Linked DNA regions of Mus musculus: regions 2, 3 and 4 are each linked to region 1. Evidence: chromatin contacts called from public targeted proximity ligation data. All regions are on one chromosome and are shown on one strand. The core of a region is the stretch at or near the end of the contact, and the rest is flanking DNA. Distances in the headings are between cores, read along the strand shown.

What was found.
Region 2: a contact with region 1 is called in a targeted proximity ligation map of pancreatic cancer cells. A contact is called at or near these places in 1 of 39 promoter capture datasets (macrophages), 3 of 484 Hi-C or Micro-C datasets (the G1E-ER4 cell line, Th1 cells and erythroblasts), 4 of 130 datasets of targeted methods (CD8 T cells, embryonic stem cells, microglia and 1 more) and 3 of 9 other capture datasets (adipose tissue, liver and pancreatic islet).
Region 3: a targeted proximity ligation map of intestinal crypt epithelium shows a contact between it and region 1, with 10 read pairs. A contact is called at or near these places in 1 of 39 promoter capture datasets (liver), 4 of 484 Hi-C or Micro-C datasets (liver and nephron progenitors), 3 of 130 datasets of targeted methods (embryonic stem cells, intestinal crypt epithelium and intestinal villus epithelium) and 2 of 9 other capture datasets (adipose tissue and pancreatic islet).
Region 4: a contact with region 1 is called in a targeted proximity ligation map of pancreatic cancer cells. A contact is called at or near these places in 5 of 39 promoter capture datasets (the C10 cell line, embryonic stem cells, macrophages and 2 more), 13 of 484 Hi-C or Micro-C datasets (B cells, CD8 T cells, the G1E-ER4 cell line and 9 more), 9 of 130 datasets of targeted methods (CD8 T cells, the NIH/3T3 cell line, embryonic stem cells and 4 more) and 3 of 9 other capture datasets (adipose tissue, liver and pancreatic islet).

What each region holds. Positions count from the first base shown.
Region 1 is chr19:17,392,602-17,395,410 of GRCm38.p6, forward strand. Rfk (riboflavin kinase) reads left to right here and starts at 1,442. Exons shown (of 4, transcript NM_019437.3): 1 at 1,442-1,791; 2 at 2,597-2,748. The coding sequence starts at 1,710.
Region 2 is chr19:17,333,677-17,336,485 of GRCm38.p6, forward strand. The region is part of intron 1 of Gcnt1 (glucosaminyl (N-acetyl) transferase 1, core 2); the gene reads right to left. Among named protein-coding and RNA genes, the nearest start is that of Gcnt1, 22 kb to the right of the region's middle.
Region 3 is chr19:17,442,366-17,445,174 of GRCm38.p6, forward strand. The region is part of intron 35 of Pcsk5 (proprotein convertase subtilisin/kexin type 5); the gene reads right to left. Among named protein-coding and RNA genes, the nearest start is that of Rfk, 50 kb to the left of the region's middle.
Region 4 is chr19:17,355,313-17,358,121 of GRCm38.p6, forward strand. Gcnt1 (glucosaminyl (N-acetyl) transferase 1, core 2) reads right to left here and starts at 1,355. Exons shown (of 3, transcript NM_173442.5): 1 at 1,245-1,355.

The sequences.
Region 1 (2,809 bases), core at 192-2,691:
TTTTAGGTCAGGTGTGGGGCACACCTTCACCTCTAATCCAGATTTAATTTAGAAGGCAGAAGCAAGCAGATCTCTGAGTTCAAGACCGGTCTGGTCAATAGGGTGAGTTCCAGGACAGCCAGCGCTGTACGGGGAACCCCTGTCTTGAAAAACCAAACCAAAAGAAATACAAAACCATCTATCTTTATTCCTCATTTTATCTCAGTTCTCTCACTCCCTTAGAGCGTGGACTTGGTGGTATAAAACCCAGCATGATGTATCTGGTTCTCACCTCCCTGTGTGCTTTGTCACTGGTGATGAAGAAACTGAAAACTACCATTCTAACATATCAACTATTTGGAATGAAAGACACCTGGAAGACAGCACTAAAAACATTCTTACCCAGTTGTGTTAGTGCATGCCTATAATCTCAGTACACAGAAGGGCTGAGACAGAGTTGTGAGCTCCAGGCCAGTCTGGAATAGAGCCGGTATCCAATTACCACCACCTTCAACAAACAAAGAAAAAAGAAACCGCCCCCCCCTAAGCAGGTAAGTGATTACATTCTTAGTTTCTTAGGTCTCTGTAGCCCGTGGTCTCTGCATCTGACTCCTGGCATTATAAGTATGCACCACCATGCCTGGCTCACACTTTTAATATTGCCAGGCAACCTGTTAAGTAGTTTTCTTTTTCTGTTTAAAAAAAAGTATTTATTCACCTTACGTCCCAATAGCAGCGCTCCCTTCTCCCAGTATCCCCTCGCACAGATCCTCCCATTTAAGTAGTTCTCATATATTGGCTGCTCAAGGAAGCAGGGTCTGCATTCAAATTCTAGTTTATCTAGGGCTAGCGTGAGCTTGCAGCCACAGTCATTTAAACTTTTCTAAAGACTTCTGTTAGAGTGTTTACTGGGCGAGTGTCCTATGGGGCCCGGGGTTACAGTTTCCTTCCCGTTAATTCCCTAGCACCTTGGTAGTGTGCTTTGTTCTTTCAACACATATTTGTTTTATGCTGGTCTGAAGGCAGTGAGTTCTCTCAACTGATTGTTCACAGTCAGTTACAAATACCTGTTTTGTGTTAGTATACTAGAGTCAAGGAAATGAAACGTTATCAAGAATGTTCCCAACATAGAGAAAACATTTTTTAAGATCAGCTGAACATTCTCAGAGTTACATACGAGTAAGGGAAAAGAAAGTGATTGCAAAGATTGGGCAGAATTTTATTCAAAATTGTGGAGGAAAAGAACAACTTAAGTTATCTTGTGAGCAACGCTTATTTCAGCAAAGCCCAAACTCAGAAGCTGAAAAGGCGACAATTAGAGGCTGGGCTATGGGTGAGGGCGGGGCCACAGAGGCGAGGGCGGGGCCTCAGCCGCAGGAGGTGAGGACGGTCCGCACTACGATGTCGGCGAGCGGGGCGCGGCTTCTGGGCGGGTCCGCAACGGCGGGGGCGGGGCTACGGCGGGAGAGCAACGGAAGCCGAGCAGGCCGGTCGCCTGGGCCGCAGACCTGTGCATTCGCCGCGGTTGTCGTAGTTCCGGCCGAGCGGCCGCTGGGATCTGACGGCTGGGTGCTATCCTGCGGGCAGGCACTGGTCGCGGCAGGTGTCTCGCTCCGCCGGCCCAGCTCCCGCGGGATCCCCCGGCTGGTCCGGGCCCCGGCGCCGCACTCACGGCGGCTCCGTCGCAGGCACGGAGCGAGGAGCAGCCCGCGTCCTCCGAGGTCAGCGTCATGAGGAGCCTGCCGTTCTTCTGCCGCGGCCAGGTGGTGCGTGGCTTCGGCCGCGGCTCCAAGCAACTGGGCATCCCCACAGGTGAGCGCGTCGCGGGGCCGTGGAGCTCTAGGCCGTGGGCAGGGGACCCGGCAGCCGCGCTCCTGCCGCTAGCGACGAGCTGCGCAGCCCCGTCCGGGAAGGCACCGCAGGTTGGATTGGCCGAACTCTCAAGCTGTTGAAAGTTCCATTCTAATGATGCTACTGTGTAGTGATCAATGACAACACGGGTAGTTCTATGAGAGCCGACGTTTATTTGGTCTGACTACGTAAGTTTTAGTAATCAAGACTTGATTGTCCATTCTTAAAATTGATGCCTTGGGCTGTGCCTTGACCTATTAAGTCAATCTTTGAATTGGGGATTTGGGGTTGTGTTTTTTGAAAATAAGAATCTTTTAAAGTGACTCAGCCTACTTAGGGGCGTTACTAGGAAAAAGCAGGGACTTTTGCTTGTTTTAATTCAAACAGATAGGGTCTCGCTCTGTTTCCAAAGGCTTCCTCCTACTCCCTGAGCTCTGGGGATCTCTCAGGGGATCTCTCGTAGCCTCCCAAGTGGAGGACTACATGGGTAATTTACGATAAACCTCTGTGTTTATTTCGTGTCTTTGTTTCCACTTGGGCATTTTCGTGTGGCTTTTTGGGGTGGAGGGAAGAGATTTATACACTTGCTTTGTGCCTCACTTGTAACCTGTGCTGTCTGAAGAGAAGAAATTCAAGTCGGAATGTGGAAGGTTGGAAAACAGAAAGATCCTGGGAGTGTAATGATTCAAGTTAACGTTTTAATATGTTTTTAATCAATGTTTAATGTGAATCTTGTAGCAATGAATATCTGTTTACTTCTATTTAGCCAATTTTCCTGAACAAGTGGTGGACAATCTTCCAGCTGATGTGTCTACTGGCATTTATTATGGTTGGGCCAGCGTTGGGAGCGGCGATGTCCATAAAATGGTGGTGAGCATTGGATGGAACCCGTACTATAAGAATGTGAAAAAGTCCATGGTAAGAGTCACATCTTGCTCTTTTAAATGCACACAGAACCCCTCAGCTTAAGGGTTTCACA
Region 2 (2,809 bases), core at 150-2,649, 59 kb before region 1:
GGCTGTTCACGTCATTACCAATACTTGAAGATTGTACTACTAACATATCAACAATGGGGTGGGGGTGGGGGTGCCTTGAGAGATGGCTTGCTGCTCTTCCAGCTGATTTGTTTGGTTCCCAGCAACCATGCCAACTGGGTCAGGCTCCATATTCACACACAACCATACACAATAGACATAACTAAAGATAAAATAAATATTAACTTAAAAATATCAACAATAACCAATATTCCTCTAAGTAACCCTTGCCCCTTTTTAGTTTCGGGAAGAAGAAAAAGAGCAGTCATTAGCAGATCAGGAAGTTAACTGGACAGAGACTTCCCCCTTTCCTTTTCTCTTTCTGAGGCAAAGTCTCACTGTGCAACCAAGTCCTGTGAATCTGTAATCCTCCAGCCTTTGTCTCTAGGGTGCTGGGATTACAGAGCTGATTAGAGACTTGAGTGGCTTCTCACAACAATACGAACCTCTTTCAAAAAAAAAGGCACTAAATAAATCCGATTTCCAGAGTCAACACTATATCACAAAATGCACAGCTACAACAACAAACACAAGACATGAAAAGAAACCCAAAACTTTGCCCCATACATAGGGGGAAAATGGTCAATCCTATCCCCAAAAGCAATTAGGCACTTGTCTTAAGCGACTAACTACTATCCATCCATTCAAACAAAACAGACTAAATAACTACTATACATCCATTCAAACAAAACAGACTAAATAACTACTATACATCCATTCAAACAACTTAAGAATTAAACAAAATTATGAGATAGCTAACCAAATTGAGACATTGAGACTGGCAGTAAAAAAAAGCATGGCACAGTGAGTCTATGAGACCCAAGTGACAACATGAAAAGCAAGTGTCTGGAAATGTGGGTAGGGGACTCCCAGAAGAAAAGAACAAAGAAAGAAGGACATGGAAAGAAATGTTTAATAATGATCGAAAAGCTGTATTCAAAATTGCCAAAATTTGGACATACGCTGTGCTTCGGTAAGTAAATAGATAAACATACTGAGGTATACCATAACTAAGAGCAATGAGTTCACAGCTCAGAGACTGTAAAGTGGAAATACGCACAGCCAAGACATAAAGACCTGGAGAGGACGTTCCTGTCACAGTTAAGCTGAGCTCAGCAATAGTTCCCACAGTGTGAGCGTCTTAAGCAGGGAGCCTATACAACTGATGTTTGGGTGGGATCATTCCTAGGCTCAGTGTAAGGTCATGGAGACAACAGTGGTGGCCGGAGCACTTCTGGACATGCTTAGCAAGTGTTGGCTGGGAACAAAGAAGATGTTCTAAGAGTGCATTCACAGGAGGCGCCTCCTCAGAGAGCCAGCCTCACTTGCTGGCTAACATACACGCAACAGCGACACATGACGGATTGACTAAAGGAAGTTGGTTATCTCAGCGCCACAGAAAGAAACCACTTGGAAGAGATTACAAACTGAGTCATGCCAAGTGCTTGGTGTTCTGGAAAAGAAAAAAACTTTAGAGAGAGTACTAAGATCAATATTTGTCAGAGGTGTGGAAGAAGTGGGGAGGACAAGTAAGTGCGCCTTGTTAACAACCAGAGACATTTCCCCATGTCATTGTGGCTAAGAGACATTACACAACCCCTGGGGATGATCAGCATCAGGGTGCAAGCTCACCAGTTGAGCACTTGTCCGGTATCCATGAGGCGCGGGTTTAATCCTCAGTGTTGAAGAAAAGGGTGGGGGTGGAGTTATATTAGTTATAACAAATATACCATGCCGGGGTGAATCCCAGCCACAGCAGACAGAAAGGACGAGCAATATTTACGCTATGGGTCTTCAAAAGGTTCAGGGATTGGTGGAGGCTGGTGCACCTTTCAAGAGGTTTGGAAGCTGTTTATAAAACACTTCGATCTCAAGCCTGGCCAAGATCCAAGGTTTCCTTTTTGCAGAAGTGCCTCAGGAAAGATGTGTAGGCTCCCCAGCAAAAGCCAGAGGGGCCCAAGCACGTGGAATAGATCTCATTCTAGCTCATGTGTTTGCCCTATCAGTGCCTGGAAATTTGGTTACCAATGCAAGGCAGTTTATTTACTGGGAAATCTAGATTTATAGACAATGAGACTTAAAATATTTCTCTTAACAGTGAACACCTCAAAGGAAAAAGACTTTAGGAAGCAGAAAACTACAGTCAGCATCCTCTCTCCTCAAAAAATAAATAGATGATAGGGTTAGTGAGAAGACACGGCAGATAAAGGTGTGCACTACCAAGCTCGACAATCCCTGGTCCCCTGGCACATGGTGGGAGGAGAAAACTGCTGACCTCCACACATGCACCACGACTCATGCAGGAGGTATACACACACACACACACACACACACACACACACACACACACACACAAACCTTAAACAAACAAGGAAAGTTGGAAAACAAAAACTGTGAGGTAGATTATATTGTCAGAAGGCTGCTAGAACAGTACTATCCTATGGTCTTCCATAAGTGACTTTGTCAGCCCACAGTTATCCCTGCAAACTCCCCCCCCCACACACAATTGACTATGTTGACCAATAGAGTTTGGCAGGAATGATACTGAGCACCGATGTCAGCCCATGTAGGAACATGCAGCTTCCATCCCGCTGCCTTGGAAAATGGGCAGTTTCTCCAGAATCTTCTTTCAAAATGGATTCCATGCTATGAGAAGAAGAAAAGGAAGAAATCAGAGCGTGGGACCCCAGCCATCAGCTCCAGTTGTTACAGGTGTCAGAAGCAAATGGATAAATCATCAGATGACTATCACTGTCACCATGGTCTTAACTGAACCCTGGAGCGTGTGAAT
Region 3 (2,809 bases), core at 91-2,590, 50 kb after region 1:
TAATCACTTAGCTAACTGGTACGAACTGGTGATTCAAGCAACAAACTGTGAGAGTAGAAACCAAGTTATAGTGACACTAATGACTAAGAGAGGGGAGGTATTTAAGATGTCACGTGACTTAGAGACAAACTGAGGAGACCTAGAGATCAAGAAGAGAAAAGGATCCTGTCAGGTTACTGTGTCAGGCAGGAGGGAGCCTAATAAAGCCATTCGTCAAGGCAAGAAACAGGAAAAAGTGGTCTGAGAACACAGTGAGAGGTTTGGGGTGTCTGTTGAAAATCTAACGAAATATTCAGCTAGGAATTTGATGTGTGGAGGAATGGAGTCATTAAAACCATTATTTAGAAGTAGACCCATATGCATGGAGACAACGATGATAATGGCTGGGTGTGGTGGTGGTCATTTGTAATTTCAGCATTAGGGAGGCTAAGGTAGGAGGATTTGTGAGGTCAAGACCAGCCTGGTCTACATAGCACACACACACACACACACACACACACACACACACCACAGGATGGGTGGGGGTGAGAAACAAAAATACAAACATTCACACACAAAAACCGCAAACTCGATCAGATTGGCCTTTGTTTGGCCCAGGTGTTAGGCATCCTGGCCTCTAAGACTTCTAAATAACTCAAGACTTTTGAATTAGCAAAGTGAGGTTGGGCAACCATTTAGTACACAATGTTCTAAGAAAATGTTTATCCCTTAATAACACACATACATCCAAAAATTAAACATGGAACTGGAAAGATGGCTCAGTACTTAAGAACAGTGGCCGCTCTTCTAGAGGAGGGGGATTTGACTCTCCGCACCCACTTCATTGCTCCCAACCATTTGTGACTCCAGTTCCTGGGTATCTTCTGCCCTCTCTAGCCTCTGTGGGCACTGAATGCACTTTGTGTACTGGCATGCATACACGCAGGCAAAACACCCATACAAATAAAATAAAAATGCATTGCTGAGCATGGTAGTACACACTTTTAATCCAATCAAGCACTCAGGAGGCAGAGGCAGGCATATCTCCTGTGTGGGTTCAAGGCCGGTTTGGCATATATGGTGAGTGAGTGAATTCCAGGTCAGCCAGAGCTATGTATTAAGACCTTGTCTCAAAAATAAATAAAAACCGTATGTAAATTCAGGTTCTGATATAGTTCGATACATTCTAAGCATACTGAGATGGGAAAACAAGTATCAGAGAAAGCAAGAGAAAGAGATTTGACTAAACTGTCTAGATGAAGTCTCTTCGATCCAAAAAGCAAACACACCCGAACGGTGTCAGGGTCAAGCCCTTGTCTGCTCTGCGCAGGACAGGAAGCGGGGAGTACACGGTGTCAGGGCCAGCTACCTGTCTCTGCCAATTCATGAGATGGGTAGGACACAGGGACAGTCAAGATCAAGCACCTGCCTGCTCTGCCCAGGGCAGGAAGTGGGCAGTGGCAGATATAAGCCCAACTGTAACAGGAGCTAAGTGTTTCTCAAGATACTGGAACCAGAGCCAGGGCTCAAAGTTTAAGCAGGAGTTAGGGCGGCACCCTGCTGTAACAGACAAGCCCTCTTGTTGAGCTCTGTACTGCCAAGATTGTCACCTCAGGGGAAGAATGGCCCATCCTAGTTTGGATAGAGTTTCTGGTGGGAGAGATGGGTAGAGTACATAGAAAAACAGATTTGAAGAAGTAAGGACGTTTCCTGGTCTACATAGCAAATTCTAGGACAGCCAGTTGCATAGAGAGATGCAAAACGAGCAAACAAAAATCATAAGGATGAGGGAAGAGACAGAGAGTAAGATCCCAAATCTAATGCTCTCATTCACAATGAGCTGAAGCCGAACATTCAAAAGTACACAGATAAAAGAAAGCGAAGAAAATCAACCACCGGCCCAGGGACAGAGGTGAGCTCTCGTCGTGCTTGCTTAGTATGTGCAAAGCCTGGGTTCAGTCTCCATCACCTCCGAAACTGGCTATGGTGGCAGAGGCCTGCAATTCCAGCAATTTGGGAAGTGGATGCAGGAAAATAAAACATGCAAGGCTATCTTTAGCAACAACAACAACAACAAAAAACATTTGGAGCTGAGCATTTTCCAATTTGTAAAAAAAGGAATTATTTACCACCTCCTATACATTCATTTCTTATTCAACACTTAGAGAGCACTCATCAAGCATTGTAAGAAAAAGCGGGAGCAGGGCTAAAAAATGAATGTCATATAATCCTTGCTCTTGCTGGGGGGGGGGGCTCACAGTTGGAGAGATGGCCATATTTAATTAAGATGTAACGTAAGGCTGGGAATATAGCTTTATAGGAGAGGCAAGTGTTCTTGCCTAGCATATGGAAGGCCCTAAGTTTAATAATCAGTACTGGAGAAAAGTCGCATGAAAGCTTCAGTGAAGCACTGAGTTACAGAACAGGGATGGAGGAAGAAGCCTGCCAGGAGGACCAAGACTAGCGCTTTAGAGACGATGCTCAAGCTGGGCCTCAAAGTCCCGTGGTTTTGTTTTTGTTTTCCCCGAGACATGGTTTCTCTGTGTAGCCCTGGCTGTCCTGGAACTCACTTTGTAGACCAGGCTGGCCTCGAACTCAGAAATCTACCTGTGGTTTTGTTCTTAAGGAAGGAGAGCTATATCTCAGCATCTTGGGAGAGAATGGCATATTAGGTGGCTGCTGAGTGGCTCTGTATAACTGTGGGTCGTTCTTGCCTCTAGAATATTTGAAATAAAAATTAAGATTGAAGTTAATGTGATCTGAACAGAGAAAAGATTTGACTCACCTATTTTGCTTGTTTGTTTTGTTTTGTTTAGACTAGTTGTGTTTG
Region 4 (2,809 bases), core at 105-2,604, 37 kb before region 1:
TTTCCATCTTTCCAGAACTGAAACCTTCTTCCAATCCTCTGCAGAGGGGTCCCTGTCTACTAACAGATAATTTACTCTGATCTTTAAAACAAAACAAAACAAAACAAAACTGTCTACCCCTCCTCTTCCTTTCCAGAAGACAAACCCGCCTTTCAGAACAGCTCTAAATAGGGGCAGCAGGCCAGAGGAAGAAATCATATTGCTCCCCCACCACCACTCACCAAATTCAGGTCACAGCCCCACCCACCCTCCTTCTCAAGTCAACGCACCAGTGCTCTCTCTGAACACTACCTCCTACCTACCAGTTTGCCTCTAGCTCCATTATTTGTAACAAAGCAGTTCTCTTCTGCAGCGAAAAGGAAAGATAAAGAGTACACACCAAGCTGACACTTGTTTTTTTTTGCAGAGCCAAGCTCGGATCCTCCACTGGAGGATCCTCCACAGTTGCACGGGGAAAGGGGTTGCATTTTTTTATTCTGCACTGAAAGAACTAAGACTGGGAGCAGCTATGCGCATGAGATGGACTTCTTCTCACTCTTGAGGTGTGATGGCGCTCATCTTTAACCTTGGTAGACAGAAGCAGGAAGATCTCTTTGAGTTCGAAGCCACATGAAAGAGAGAAGGAATGAAGGAGGGAGGGAGGAAGGCAGAAAAAAAAAAGAAAAGAAAAAGTAATAACCCAAGAAAAAGCAAAAACTAAAGAACTAACATGTCTAAGAAGAATTACCCGTTTTTGTAACAGACCTGCAGCCCAAGGCAAGAGGAAGAGCGGCGACTGCTTGGACCCCAAACTGGCCAGTCTGTTTGCAATCACCCTAAAGTAGTCATTCTCTGCCCCAGCGTCGGCTTCTCGGTCGGCGCTCTAACAGGGAGTCACAAACGTCTCTACACTGGCCTGTGGCCTTACGAAGTTTAAGTCTTTGGCGCCCAAGACACCGTTCGTCTCTACTTTTCATGCCTGCAACCAACCCTGATTTCTAAGCCCTCACTCATTGCACCAGTCCGGGAAAGAGTGGTCAGAAAGTGACTTCTAGATGCCACGTGTGTATCCGCGTCCCACCGAAGGACCGGAAGGAGAGTGCTAAGAGGACTCCTGCTCCATCCTAGCCGGGTTCCCGAACCAAGCGCCCTCTCCCTGCTCCAGCACCACTGCCTCCTTGGTGCAGCCCGTCCCGCCCGTTAGATCCGGTTCGGTGCTGTCCAACTCTGCCGGGCAACCCCACCGCTGGCCCAGCCTAGGTTACCTGGAGCCTGTGCCTGCAGGGCGCACGAAACAGTGCTGGATCGGCTCGCCAAGCGGATACTGGCGCGCTCAGCCTTCTGCGCTCCAGACCTCCGAGCCAGCGCCACGCCCTAGGACCCACCCTCGAGACCACGCCCCCAGGCCCACCCTTAAGACCACGCCCCCGGTTCCACTTCGCCCACCTGCGGCCACCGCTCGAGGTGAGGGCGCCCTCTGGGAGTTGCAGTTGTCCGGGAAGAAAACTAGAATCCAAACTTCCTCTTGCTTCCTAAGAATTCTTGGTTCTCTGGGCCAAGGACAAGCTACCTGGATGGGATCTTTTAAGAACTTTTATGTCTTCTTCCTCTGAAGCAGGAAATGTGCCAACTGTTGTCCTGTCTGATCTTAAAAATAAGTAAAAAGTTAAAATGCCCAACGTGTTTATACTGCATCAACTTTAGAGTCGCCCATGCCTTATCATTTTCTAGATAAACCTTGTATCTCATTTTGTGTTACCAGAATGTCAGAATTTATTGAATAACCAATATATTCACAAGCAATGTCAGTTTTTTGGTTGCAGCTTGCCAAGTAATCCTGATTTTACTTGAAAGCTGGTTCCTCTTTCGCACTTTAATTCGTAGTACTAACTCACTTTACACGTTATGCTTTACATAGTAAACAATACACAAATATACAGATTAGAGAAACTACAAGTTTGCAAGCATGTGGGTCTCAGGTGAGCATGCTTAGTGCCCCTCAAGGATAGAAGACATTATCCGTGGGAGTGTAGAAAGCAAGGCTGAGCTGTCTTGGAAGCACCAATCTGTGAAATTCACCCTCTTGGGCTGTAGATCTGAAGAGGTTGCCCCAAGGACTGCCCGCAACAGAACAGAACAGGAGATAGTGGTGTCTACTGAGTGGAACAATAACACCCCAGTTCATGCCAACTCCAGCCCCATGTGTCCTTTCTGCTAAGCTTGGCCCCTTCCTCTCTTCTATTCTAGGGGTTGACTCTTGGAAGATTGCTTTGTTTGCCTTGTCCCTGTTCCCTGCCCCTCCCCCTTTCCCTGGAGTCTTCCAGGGGAAAGCAACATCAGCTCTGGCCACCTGCAGAAACAATGAACTGGGAGTTAATGATTCCTTCCTTCAACCTCGACCCTTTCCTTAAGAGATTTCCCCTCCAGTGACAGTTTTCGCTCTCTTGCTCTAATTTTATGCAGAAAAGTAATGTTATAATGCATTCTAAGTTTAATTCCATTATTATTTTATGTGCATGGATGTGTTGTGTGTCTGTATGTTCATCACATGCATACAGTGCCCTCTGAGGCCATTGGTCCTCTCAAACTGGAGTTACAGATGGCTGTGAGTCTCCCTGCGGGTGGTAGAAATTGAACTGGGATCATCTAGAAGACCAGCCACACTTCCAGCTCCTTTTATAGTGGATTATGTGTTAGGTCTAGAACAGAGAAAGGACATGAGCCCTTTCCCACATGAGGTTTATGATTTATTTTGTCATGCACACGGAATGTCAGGATGTGACATCTGAACGTCAGCCTGTCATTTGTTTTCATGAGAAAGAGCTGTCTC